Linked DNA regions of Mus musculus: region 2 is linked to region 1. The links are chromatin contacts, called in public Hi-C maps. All regions are on one chromosome and are shown on one strand. Each heading gives the region's core, a stretch centred on a gene start, on an enhancer-like site or on the middle of the called end of the contact. The rest is flanking DNA. Distances are from core to core; before and after follow the strand shown. Region 1 overlaps Gm36354 (a long non-coding RNA gene). Region 2 overlaps Chchd6 (coiled-coil-helix-coiled-coil-helix domain containing 6).

Region 1 (6,662 bases), core at 2,684-5,183:
AAAGGTTTCATAACTTTCAAAGAAACTATTACAGAAACTTAAATCATAATTTAACATCTTTTCACAAAGGAAGCTCAAGATTCGGGTGGCTTCACCAGCAAATTAGAAATTTGACTTAGAGAAGAGAAAGAGAGGAGATGCTTCACAAATTGCTTTATGAGGCCAGACTATCCATGATACCAAAATCCAATAAAGATGTTATGAGAAAGAAAATATCAGTTGAAAAAAAATAAATGGAAAAATCCAGAATTAAATATTACCCAATTGAATCCAATAAACTTAATCCAAATGAATATGATCTGATCATGCTGATTCAGACTTATTCCAAAAAAATAAAAGTTGTCTCTGCATCTGGAAATCATTGCAGTAACAGAATGAGGTGGAAAGGTTGTGCCTCCCCAGATGCAAAGTGTTCAGTTTAATACACCTTTAGGGTGTATTTTTGGTGTGTGTAGGGGAGGGCATGTGCGTACATAGCCATGGAGGGAAAACGTAGGTGGCCATGTGTGTGGAGGCCAGAGGTGAACCTGAGGTGTCTTTCACAATCACTTTCTTTTTGGGCAGGGGCTCTCCACATCCTGCCAGCTCATGGATCCCTCTATACTTGCTGGCTAGCAAGGCCCATGGATCCCCTGTCTGGCCACCTCCTCAACACTGGGATTGTAGGGCTTTTTCACAGATACTAGAGATCTGAACGTCACTCCTAGTGCATATACTGTGAGCATCTTGCCAACTGTGATACATCCCCAGACCTTCTTAGACATATTTTGCAAACTTTTAGTGTTTTTCTTGAATATTAGTCTCATCCCTCAACTCCCAGACAGGATCTTATGTATTTCAGACTGACCTCAGTTTGTTATATAGCCAAAGATGAGCTTGAGCTTTCCATCTGCCTGCCTCCACATCCCTCGTGTTAGATTACAGGTGTGGACACGCCCAATTTATGAAATGCCACAGCCTGAACCCAGGGTTTCATCATGCTGGTCAGATACCTGGCAAATGAATTATAGCCCCAGACCCATTAAGTTTGTCTTCATCTTACTCCTGTCAGCCTTGAGATTACACATTTCTTTACATGAGGATGTATAGTTTTGTCTTTCACAGTTAGATCTTGATTCTACCTGGGACTGATTATTTCCGTGTATGGAATAAGATTGGATTGTTTTGGGTTTGTTTGTCTATTTGTATTTTTTTTTTGAGAGGGTCTTACTATGCTGACCTGGACTAGCAGGTAGTTCTTCAACGACAGGATGCTAAAGGTGAGGAATAGATGAGGAATAGGGGTGAGAAAATAGAGAAGACAGGAAAGTTAGAACCAGGACAAGTTGATGACTTATGCCAAGCAAGTTTAGGGAGAGATGGGACAGTCACCAGGAATCAATCTACAATGGGATGAGGTCAGCAGGAAACTAACCAAGCAATGTTGCTAAGGGGAGCACAGGATAGCTCACATGTGTCAGAGACCCAGCACACAGTGGCCTTGGGACTGTCATCTCCAGTCTCTTCAGTAGGGAAAGCCAAGTGCCTGGAACCAAAACTCCTTCTAGGCTCTGGCCCCAGTCCCAGACCTGACCTTACCAAGTCTGCCTCGGACACAGGACTGGGTCCCTTTTGTACTTTCACCAGGGCCTGTGATAAGGCTTTGGATCAGCCTGGTTCTGGACTCAATGTAACTCTGGCTGGCCTGGAACTCCCTATGTAGAACAGGCTGGCCTTGAGCTCAGAGTGGTCCACTTGCCTCTGCCTCTCAAATGCTAGGATCAAAGGTGTGTGCCAACACACCCAGATCTGTTTTAGTTTTTTGTTGTTGTTGTTTTGTTTTGTGTTTGTTTGTTTTTTAATCCTAGGCCTTTGACATTTATGTAAGCTGGTGAAAATAGACTCTTTCAAACATTTTTGCCTCATATTTGTCTTGCTGTTCAGACAGTCAAAGGCACTCTGTCTACTGAACTGGGACTCGTTTGAATCATCTGTCCCATAGTCCCTCTGACTTGATCAACCTTTCTAATGCAATCCACAGATAATCCCAGTTTCAGTGGTTTTCCACTCTTTACATCTTTCTTTTTTTTTTTTTTACTTGCCATAACATGCAGGCCAGAACCTCTCATTACAGGCCAAGGAGAGATGGCAACCATGAATAAGCCTGAGGTCAGCAAGCAGGCTCACTAGACAGCCAGACCAGCCAACTTGGTACTACCCATACCACTCCACCACACAGAGAGACAAGTGAAAATGAAGAATCATTAAAATATATATTGAGCTCCCACTTCCTGTAGATAATCCATTATGTGGAATATGTATTGAAATTTTGAAATAAAATTAAAATTTTTCCCTTTTAGAAAAGTTAAACTAAATTGAAAATGAGAAAGTCTAGAAATCAAAAGGCAGCAGTAGGCAGAGCACAGCATGGGAAGAATATAGCAGCAGCACGCGTGACAGATGCTGTTGTTAATAGCATGGGATTGTATCTAACGGGTGCTGACATTAATAATTACACAGCAATGTATATGGCAGATCAAAGGCTTGTGGCTAGAGAATACACAGAACTCCACTAGAAAAAAAAAAGTCAGAAAGAGCAAGACTTGAGCAGGAACTCCACGGAAATTACCCAAATGGCTAACAAGTGCAGGGGAGGCTGTGAGGACCCTTCAGTAACCATGGGCATTCAAGGGCTAGCCACAGTGAAGTATCTTTACACAGCCGTGAGCCAGGCTAAAGCCAAAATGTGGGGTAATAGCGTCAGCAACAATGTGGAAGAACTGGAATGGTTGTTTGGGGGAATCTGTGGCTCATCATCAAAGAAAATGTCTTAGTTAGGGTTTTACTACTGTGAATAGACACCATGACCAAGGCAAGTCTTATAAGAAACAACATTTAATTGAGGCTGGCTTACAGGTTCAGAGGTTCAGTCCATTATCATGAAGGTGGGAGCATGGCAGCATCTAGGCAGGCATGGTGCAGGCAGAGCTGAGAGTTCTATGTCTTCATCCAAAGGCTGCTAGTGGAAGACTGACTTCTAGGCAACTGGGGTGAGAGTCTTAAGCCCACACCCACAGTGACACACCTACTCCAACCAGGTCACACCTATTCCAACAAGGCCACACCTCCAAATGGTGTCACTCCCTGGTCCAAGAATATACAAACCATCACAGAAAGTTAAGTCGTACATTGACAATCCCACTTCTAATTCCAATTCACTTCAGTTATAGCCTTCACACAGAAGAGTGCAGAGCCTCATGGACCCTGCATCCAGGACAGGAATGAGAACGGCCACAAGATCCCGGAGGTCAACACAAGCTGTGAGCCCACCAACAGGAAAACAGAAACACAATATTTATCTAAGTAAATCCTGCAGCAAAGAACCCAAGCAAACTGCAGTCACACACAGGTATGGTGGGTCTTGCTAAAGGAATGCTACTTGTGACACAAAGAGGAGACAGACCAAATGCCTGCTTAATTTTGTTCCTTTTGTTTGTTTGTTTTTGAGACAGGGTTTTACGTTGTCCAGGCTGGCCTTGAATTTGCTATGTAGTCAAAGATGACTTTGAGCTCTTAATCCCTCCTGCCTCTACCTCCCTAAGCACTGGGACTATAGCTAGGCAGCGCAATGTCCATACATGTATATTTTAAGGCAAGATTAGACAGTGATGTTTATCACTTAGCACAGCAATAAACACAGGAAGGCTCTGGCCACCAAAATTGCCAAGAGATGAGAGTTAGAACTCAAAGGGAGCTTGGGGGCTCTGTCAGGGCTCAGGGTCATGACCTAGTGGATACTCCCAGGATACATGCCTTAGAAGCCTTTGCTTGTGTGTGTGTGTGTGTGTGTGTGTGTGTGTGTGTGTAAACATACCACTTGTTTTTTTGGATTCTGCTCTTATTTGAGGAACTGTCTGCTGAAGGCCCTGTGCCAAGAGGTTGGTCACCAGCCTGTGACACTATTTAGAAGATGGGAGTGTGTGTTTGAAGGGGACAGTGGGACAGACCCTGGTCCTTCCTCTTTCTCTCTCTCACTTTTCTTTTTTTTTTTTTAAAAGATTTATTTATTTATTTATTTATTTATTTATTTATTTATTTATTATATGTAAGTACACTGTAGCTATCTTCAGATGCACCAGAAGAGGTCATCAGATCTCATTACGGGTGGTTGTGAGCCACCATGTGGTTGCTAGGATTTGAACTTCGGACCTTCGGAAGAGCAGTCGGGTGCTCTTACCCACTGAGCCATCTCACCAGCCCCTCTCTCACTTTTCTTAATGTGTAGGAGTGTTTTGCCTACCTGTGTCCATGTCCCACATGCAAGCCTAGTGCCTGAGGAGTTCAAAAGACATCATCAGACCCCCCTGGAACTAGATGGTTACTGATGGTTGTGAGCCACCATGTGGGTGCTGGGCACTGACTCCAGGTCCTCTGCAAGAGCAACAAGTGCTCTTAACCTCTGAGCCATCTCTCCTGTCCCTTCCTCTTTCTCTTTGCTTCCCAGAAAGGATGACAGGAGAAACTCCCCCCACCACATGATCCCACCACCATATTCTGCCCCAGCAGCTCCAAAAGCAACAAAGGCAACCAGCTGTGCACTGAGACCCCCAAAACTGTGAGCCAGAACAAGCCATTATTCTTTAAAATTATTTTAAATTACCTTTTCTTTTATATGTGTGTGGGGGGACATGCTAAAGCACATGTGTGTAAATGTGTGAAAAGCAGAGGTTAACTACATCCTTTCCTCCCACCATATAGGTTCCAGGAGTCAAATTCAAGTACCAGGCTTGGCAGCAGGTAAAATGCCCTTCCCCACAAAGCCATCTTACCAGCCCAGCCTTTCCCGTTTTACAGCTGATTATCTCTGGCGCTTTATCACATCGATGCAAAGCTATTTATATAGCTTCAACATTTTCATAGTCACTTGATTTTTTTCCCCTTGAGCTTCAGTCTTGTGTAGCCCAACCTGGCCTCACCGTGCGGCTGAAGATGACTTGGAGCTCCTGGTTTTCCTGGATTCCCACCTCGGGAGCTCTGGGATGACCGACGTGTACCACCGAGCCCGGCCATATCCACCTGATTGTTAACCAGGCTGTTACTCCTGGCAGCAGCTCTACTTTCTAAAAGTGCAGCGTGAACAGTAAAGTGCGGGGATACCAGGCAAATTGTCCTCTTTCAGTGAAACAGACCTAAGTTTGGGCACAAGACAAAGGGCAAAGGGCCAGGCTGGTGCAATAAGAGAGTGGGCACTGAGCCTATCTCTGCCTGTCTGGCCTCTGCTTCACACAGTGGATCAGCACCGGGTGCAAATTGCAGTTTTGTAAATTGATTTCATTCCCAGTGCACCAGGGAGCCTGTCACACAAAGAAACCCCAGAGCAAATTCATTTATTAATTGATTCAGCAAATATTTATCGAGTGCTTGTTTTATTCACAGAGCTGTGAACCCCTTTGGAACCGAAGAATTTATGTCACAGAGTGAGTGAATTCCCTCTCATTGGCCACGAAGGCCTGTGCTTCCAGACACTGACACTTTGAATGGCATTTGTTGTTGTCTTTCTTCCTGTTTCAAAGGTGGCACATGTTCATTGTGGAGTATTTTCAAAGGAGGAAAAAAACAAAGTGGAGAAAATAAAATCAATGTATGCATCAACCACATCATTTACAAATGTGTATTCATGCGTCTGTGTACGCACATGTGTATGTGTGCTCACACATATGTGGGGTCCAGAGGCGAATGTTGACTACCTTCCTCAATGGATTCCCACTGTATTTCTTGAGTCTTAGTGAAGTGTTTGCTGCCATGGTTTATTTCAGTACAAGTGGAGTGACAGGGATAACTTGAGTTTAATCCTTAGCACCCACATTAAATGTGTGTGTGTGTGTGTGTGTGTGTGTGTGTGTGTGTGTGTGTAAACTTAGGCTCAGTGCTGAACGCCTATAGTCAGAGCACTGGGGATACAGACACAGGATCCCGGGGCTGGCTAGCCAGCTAGTCTAGATGCATTGGTAAGCTCTAGGTTCAACAGGAGGCCTCGTCTCAAAAATAAGGTGGAAGGTGATGGAAGAAGACACCTGATAGCCACCTCTGGTCTACACACACACACTCACACACATACACACACACTCACACATACATACACAGATATACACATATATATATACTCATACACACATACACACTCATACACATACACATATACACACACATATACACACACACTCACATACATACACACACACATATACATACATATACACACACATACCTACATACACACATACATACATACATGCTCACTCACACAACATACATACACACTCACACACATATACATGCACACATACATACTCATACACACACACTCACACACATACACATATATACACACACATATACATACATATACACACACATACCTACATATACACATACATACATACTCACACACACATACATACACACTCACACACATATACATATATACATACATACATACATACATACACACATATACACACATACATATACACACAGTCACCTACAAACACACTCACACACATAAACACACACACATACACCAAATGAATAATTTAAAAACCAGTCACAAGAAATCAAGAACCATGTGACACCATGAGTATATGTTCCCTAGAGCCTCTGGTTCATAGGAAGTAGCATGGTGG
Region 2 (6,363 bases), core at 1,899-4,398, 480 kb before region 1:
CTCCAGCTGCCTGGCATTGTAGACTCAGTTGGAACATGAGCATGGAACATTTTTGTGTGGACTGTCCTATCTAATAAGTACCTTTGGTACCCTAAAGGAAGGCAGTAACTTCAGTCTTTGTAGGAGGAAACACGGAGCCTGCCTTATGTTTCAATGAGGATCATGAGGTGATAGTTACATGGAGAGCTTCCTTCAGAACATTTGTCAGGATGACACTTTGTGGATGTGGCTCTGATAGACCCTGGAAGCTTCAGGCCAGGTTCCTCAGGTCCACGCTTCAGCACTAAACCCACCACCTCTCAAGCCCACTTCCTGATGGGCTTACTCTTCAGACACATAGTAGACAGACTGGGAACTAGAGCCAGATACTTCCTTCCTCAGCAGAGCTGAAAAGTAAAAACTAGGAAAGCTTGTTTTGTCTGCTACTTGCTTGTTTGAGATCCCTTCTCCTCAGCTGGAAAGTTACTAGTTAACATGCCATTGTAAATCCACAGAGCATGTGACTATGCTAGGCACTGGGCTAGGCAGCACACCCTCACCCCACCCCACCCCCCAAGCAGCCACACTTCTTGCACACAGATACCCAGGTAGCAGGTGAGGGAACAAGCCCACTGAGCCTGGCTTTCCCAACTCCACATAGTCATGTGGCAGCAAGAGATGGAGCAGGCCTGCCAAGCCTGGGCTGCTTGGCTCCACATGGCAGTAGAGATAACAAGTGAAGAAGCAGGCTTTCTAAACCCTGATTGCTTGACTCTTTTTCTCTCTCTTCTTTCTTTATCACTTAAGTCTCAGCACGTTGGAGATGGTCCCTTCTAATCTGTTGTGCGGCATTAAACACCTCCCTTCCCTGCCAGCTTACCTTGTCTATCCCCCTCCAGCCCATAGGCCCCTGGGTCAGTGTGGTCCTTGCTGAGCCAGTTCCTGATATCTGGGAGGTACTACTACATCCCCATCAGCTAAGTGGTAAATGATGTCTCCCATGGCAGCAAGGAGGGTCTATGTTTGCTAGAACTCCCAGAACAGAGGACCGGGAAATGAGGGTCTCAGACACAAAACTAATTGCATCATGTGTGACTGCTGAGTCTGGCAGCTGCAAGTCAAGATGTAGATGATGATGCTGCCTCTGAAAATGCTAGGGAAGATCTACTTTAGGTCTCCTCTCCATTCTGGTAGTCTCTTGGCTTGTGGGTATGCAGCTCCAGTTTTCATGTGACAATGTCCCTGTGCATGTGTCTCTCATATCCAAATCTCCACTTCTCATAACGATGCCAGTCATTCTAGATTAGATCACCCTTCTCCAGTATGGCCTCATGGAACTAATTGCATCTATAGTGACCTTCATTTTCTAGTAAGGTTATATGATAACAAATAATCAGAGCTGGAATAGGGGGGCATACAGTTCACTTCATAAGTTGTGCTGTATGTGTTGGAATTCCAGCAGGCATCTTGTTTAGTTTATCTGGACCAGGCCATTATTGGCTACTCACCATCCTGGTGACCAGGGTATTGATATACTGGATGCCTGGCATTGGGCACTCCACACCAGCCTTAGACTCTGTAAAACCATATGGATTTCCCAAAGGAAATCAAGAGTACTCAGAGAAGGAGAAAAGGTATAAAGAATAGATTTACTCAGGTGGACCCACCCTGAAAGCTCATAGTCTCTAAGAGTTGTGTGGCTGTGACCAAAATGCCTAATATTAAAAAAAAAAAAAAAAAAAAAAAAAAAAAAAAAAAAAAAAAAGTAAGGGTGGATTTTCTCCTTTGGCTGACTGGAGGACTTAGTCCATGGTCACTTGGCCCCTTGTGCTTGAGCAGAACATTCCAATGGCAGCATTTTGTGGTGAAGGCTGCTTTTCAGTCCTAGACAAACAGGAAGCAGAAGAGGGAAATGGGAAGGGACAAGGACTTGCTCCAGTAGCCTACTTCTTCTAGCTGGGCCTGTGTCCTGAAGGTTTCAAAATATTCTAACATAGTTGAAGCCTACATACTCAGCCCATGAGCCTGTGGGGACTTGGCACATCCTAACATGTCTAGCATGCAAGAGGAAAAAGCAGGCTCCAGACTCCAGCTCAGACTAATATCCTTCTCTGGGACTTTTTTCTAAACAGTACAAGCAGAATTTGGGGATCACTTGAATTTGGGGATCACTTCCTTTCTTGAGGAAGAAGGGTTGGGTAAGTCTTCTGTGTGACCAACCTTATGTGAAGGTGGATCAGTTGTACAGTGTCCTCCACCTTTGTGGTCTCCTTGATTCTGGTATTACTTTAAAGAAAGGAAGAAACTTGATAGGTTGTTTTTAACCACTGAGTAGTTGAAGAAACCAAGATAAAGTACAATTATGCATCTTGCCTAAAGGTACAGCAATAGTAAGTAAGAGACCTAGGATATAAGCTCACATCTCAAGCTTGGGGTCCCCTGACCTTAGAAAAGTGATGCTCAACCTTAGCTTCATAGTTACATCCCTGAGAAGAGCATTTTAAAAATCCCTATGCCCACAGAGCCCAGCCTTCACCAGTAACCAGCCTCTGAGGGTGGGCTCAGGTGTAGCTTATGAAAGTGACTCAGGTAATTCCAGGTTACAGTCAAGGTTGGGGACCATAGACCTATACTTTAAAGGCTGAACTGAGCAACACAGCACAGCTGCCTTTAGAGCCCTATGGGAACTTCAGGCACATGGAGTTGTAGATATAAGAGAACCAGGGTAAACTGAAGAACAAGATCCAATCAAGTAGACTCAGTTGTTATTTTTAAGCAATTCAGTACTCTATGAGCACTGAGAGGCCTGCCACCTCATACCTGTATCTTGGGCCTCCGCTATGCATGAATCTGCAATCTCGTGAAGAGCAGGTATGTGTGAGCTCCAGGGGGGTCTTGCCTTTGATCAAACTCTTGGGCCATGTAGATCCCAGTGGCTCAGCAGCAAACTTCCAAGACAAAGGTGCCCCCTCCCAAGACCATGCAGCTAGAGACTCAGTGAAAGGGCTCTACAGTGAGGGTAGGAAGACCTGCCTAGGGCGTCCTTCTCACAGAAGTCCTCTAGGAGAGGCAAGACCTTTTCTCTGGAGTTTCCCAGAAGGCCCTGTCACAAAGGGCCGAGAATGCTGAATGTGCAGCCTCAGCCAGCCTTGTTCTGTAATTCTTCTGCAAATTGAACCTTTAGGATCAGCACAAAGAGCTGACCTGTCTTCTGCCTGCCTCTGTGGCCTGAAAGCACAGCCCTCATGTGCTCCTCTGCTTGAACAAGCTGGATCCCAGGGCCTATAGCTGTTTCTTAGCCATGGAATTCCAGCCTCTAACTTTACAGCTATGGGTTTGTCCTCGGGAATTTTTGTTCTTTTTTTCTACAGAGAACCAGCATACCCCTCCACACACAGCATTAAGACCCTGTAATTTTATTGAGGGTCATATCATCTATCAGTAGCAAAGTTAGAATTAAGACACACAGCTCTTGATTTGACTTTTACTTTGTGTCAGGCTATACATTTTGTTTTCATACTTTAGATATTCACTAGCCAAATATGTTCTGCAAATGTAAAAAAAAAACAAAAACCTACCTAACAAGCAGCCCTAAAGCATAGCTAGCTGCCTGGTGTTTGTTAGAGTGCTGTAACTCCCTACTGCCTGCCTCCTCCCCATGCTCTGCCAGTGGAGGGCTTACACTGGTAGATTACCTTGTCAGTTCTACTTTCTCCAAGTGCACCCTTAAATTCCCTCCCTGCCACGGCTTTTGTACATCCAGGTTAAGGACTGCTCTATTCTCATAGCTATACAAACTCTGTGCTGGTCGTTCTCTAACACCTGCTCCCTGGCCTCAAGAAGTCCTGGGGATCCAATCCCAGTCTATAAGCCCAGGTCTGGGCAAGTGAATCTGACCTCTCAGTACTGCAACACTCTCAGAGATCAGTTTGCTCACATGGCTTTAAACAGAACTTTGACCTTTTCATTCTGTTTATCAGGAACTTCTTGGAAGTTTTTCTTGAGTAGCAGGCTGCTCTGCTCTGGTGGAAGGAGCCAGACACACATGTGGTCTTGCCTTCAGTCCTCCTAAGTTTTATGGTATCTGTCCTACCTAAGGAGCTACAAGATACACCTTCTGTCATTCCATACCAGAATGCCAAAGGGTCACACATATACAGACACACATCTTGCTCATGCATAAAGGAGGAGTTTCTGGATGAAGCCTCTCATCCCTGAAGGTCTGCTGCCTTCTGTTTAGTATTCAGTGCAAATCATCACAGAAAATGTGCAGCTATTGCCAATTAATACAGCTTTGCATTTTTGTTACTATGTGTGATATATATACATGCTGTGTACAGACATAAAAAAGCACATATGTCCAAGTAAATTCTTCTCCCACCCCAGCTACATACCCAACAAAACATACACAACCCCAGGAGTGGCTGAAAGTCTGGAAGGCGCCACCAAACCCATAAAAGAGGCATAGAGGAGATTGCAGAGCAAACAAAGAGTGGCAGGAAGTTTTTGGTGTTTTGGTGTGTGGGGTGTGGTGTGGGATGTGTGGGATGTGTGTGTGTGTGTGTGTGTGTGTGTGTGTGTGTGTGTGTGTGTGTGTTTCTCTCTACCTCTTCACAAATGCAAATACTTTTGAAAGGATCTCACCTACAACCACCTCACCAGCTCTCTAATTAGCAGTTCAGACCTAGAAGTGGTTGGGGAACTTAGATGGCAGGTATGTTAAGAAATAAGAGCATAAAACACATGAAACTCAAGAAGAATGAAGACTGAAGTGTGGACACTATGCCCCTCCTTAGAATTGGGAACAAAACACCCATGGAAGGAGTTACAGAGACAAAGTTTGGAGCTGAGACGAAAGGATGGACCATCTAGAGACTGCCATATCCAGGGATCCACCCCATAATCAGCTTCCAAACGCTGACACCATTGCATACACTAGCAAGATTTTATCGAAAGGACCCAGATGTAGCTGTCTCTTGTGAGACTATGCCGGGGCCTAGCAAACACAGAAGTGGATGCTCACAGTCAGCTAATGGATGGATCACAGGGCTCCCAATGGAGGAGCTAGAGAAAGTACCCAAGGAGCTAAAGGGATCTGCAACCCTATAGGTGGAACAACATTATGAACTAACCAGTACCCCGGAGCTCTTGACTCTAGCTGCATATGTATCAAAAGATGGCCTACTCGGCCATCACTGAAAAGAGAGGCCCATTGGACACGCAAACTGTATATGCCCCAGTACAGGGGAACTCCAGGGCCAAAAAAAATGGGAATGAGTGGGTAGGGAAGTGGGGGGGAGGGTATGGGGGACTTTTGGGATAGCATTGGAAATGTAATTGAGGAAAATATGTAATAAAAATATTAATAAAAAAAAACTCAAAAAAAAAAAAGAAATAAGAGCATAGACTAATGTCCTTAGGAATGAGGGGTACCTGAAACAGTAAGGGTAGGTGCCCTAGAAAAGGAAGGGATTGGGGTATGATAGAATTGTTTTAGAAAAATGGTCCTGACAGTTGAGGGACCTATATCTAATTGGGTAGACCAAAGGTGATGAGTACAAAGTGGTCCAGAATGAATTTAAAATGCCCTTCAGCCATTCATTAAGTATACGTTGGTTGGGCTGGGTGGAGTGGCACACACCTTTACACCTAGCACTCTAGAGGCTGAGGCAGACAGATCCTGTGAGTTTGAGGCCAACCTGGTCTACATAGTAAGTTCTAGGACAGCTAAGACTACAAAGAGAGACCTTGTTTCAATAAACAAACAAACCAATAAAAATAAATAAATAAAAATATTCACTGGTTAGGCTCAGGGCTTGCCCAAGCATTGGCAAAAAGGTACAAAGCTACCCTGGAGCTCAAGCAGTTCCCAGGGCAGATAGATAATTAGCAGATGACTGCAGTACACAGTGAGAAATGCTACTGAAAATTGTATCTTAATACAGAGCATGGAGAAGGCCCTGAGAAGTCTGACTAGAGAGACCAACAAATATCGTTCATTCAGTGGAAGGGATGCTACTGGGCCTCAGTGCAGGACCAGGAGCTTCCCAGGTAGACAGGGAAGAATTAGCAAAGGAAGGAGTATTTAGAACATCCTGGAGGCTTCAAGAATAAGTAAGGCTTTGCAAGTGGTGCACAGAGACTGAGAATAGTTCCAGGGTCATTAGGAGAGGCCCTGACTCCAGCGGGGATCCTTGGGAGTCTTTGGAAGTTCCCAGCCCAGAGTGCCTGTAAAGACTGCTCTTACCACTGCCTGGATGGTGAGCTGGAGGCAGAGGATGCAACCACAGGGGACAGCAAAGACATCTGCATGCAGTGCAGTCTGTAATAGCCCACTTTACCACGGTGAGGAGTGAATGAGAAGAGCACCGTGGGAAAGGAAAA

Evidence for each region. A called contact is a pair of places that touch in the nucleus more often than the background predicts.
Region 2: a contact with region 1 is called in a Hi-C map of bone marrow-derived macrophages, with 15 read pairs. The contact joins two enhancer-like sites. A contact is called at or near these places in 2 of 484 Hi-C or Micro-C datasets (bone marrow-derived macrophages and nephron progenitors) and 2 of 115 datasets of contacts at active chromatin or transcription factors (neural progenitor cells and pancreatic cancer cells).

The regions. Positions count from the first base shown.
Region 1 is chr6:88,945,207-88,951,868 of GRCm38.p6, reverse strand. It overlaps Gm36354 (a long non-coding RNA gene), which reads right to left. Exons shown (of 2, transcript XR_377844.2): 2 at 5,389-5,541. Among named protein-coding and RNA genes, the nearest start is that of Gm36354, 8.6 kb to the right of the region's middle. Within about 2 kb of position 3,933, at least 1 of the 459 cell types and tissues checked has an H3K27ac peak or open chromatin away from gene starts, as enhancers often do. A contact at or near this core is called in bone marrow-derived macrophages, where this site is marked.
Region 2 is chr6:89,426,461-89,432,823 of GRCm38.p6, reverse strand. All of the region lies in intron 5 of Chchd6 (coiled-coil-helix-coiled-coil-helix domain containing 6), which reads left to right. Among named protein-coding and RNA genes, the nearest start is that of Gm52910, 18 kb to the right of the region's middle. Within about 2 kb of position 3,148, at least 8 of the 459 cell types and tissues checked have an H3K27ac peak or open chromatin away from gene starts, as enhancers often do. A contact at or near this core is called in bone marrow-derived macrophages, where this site is marked.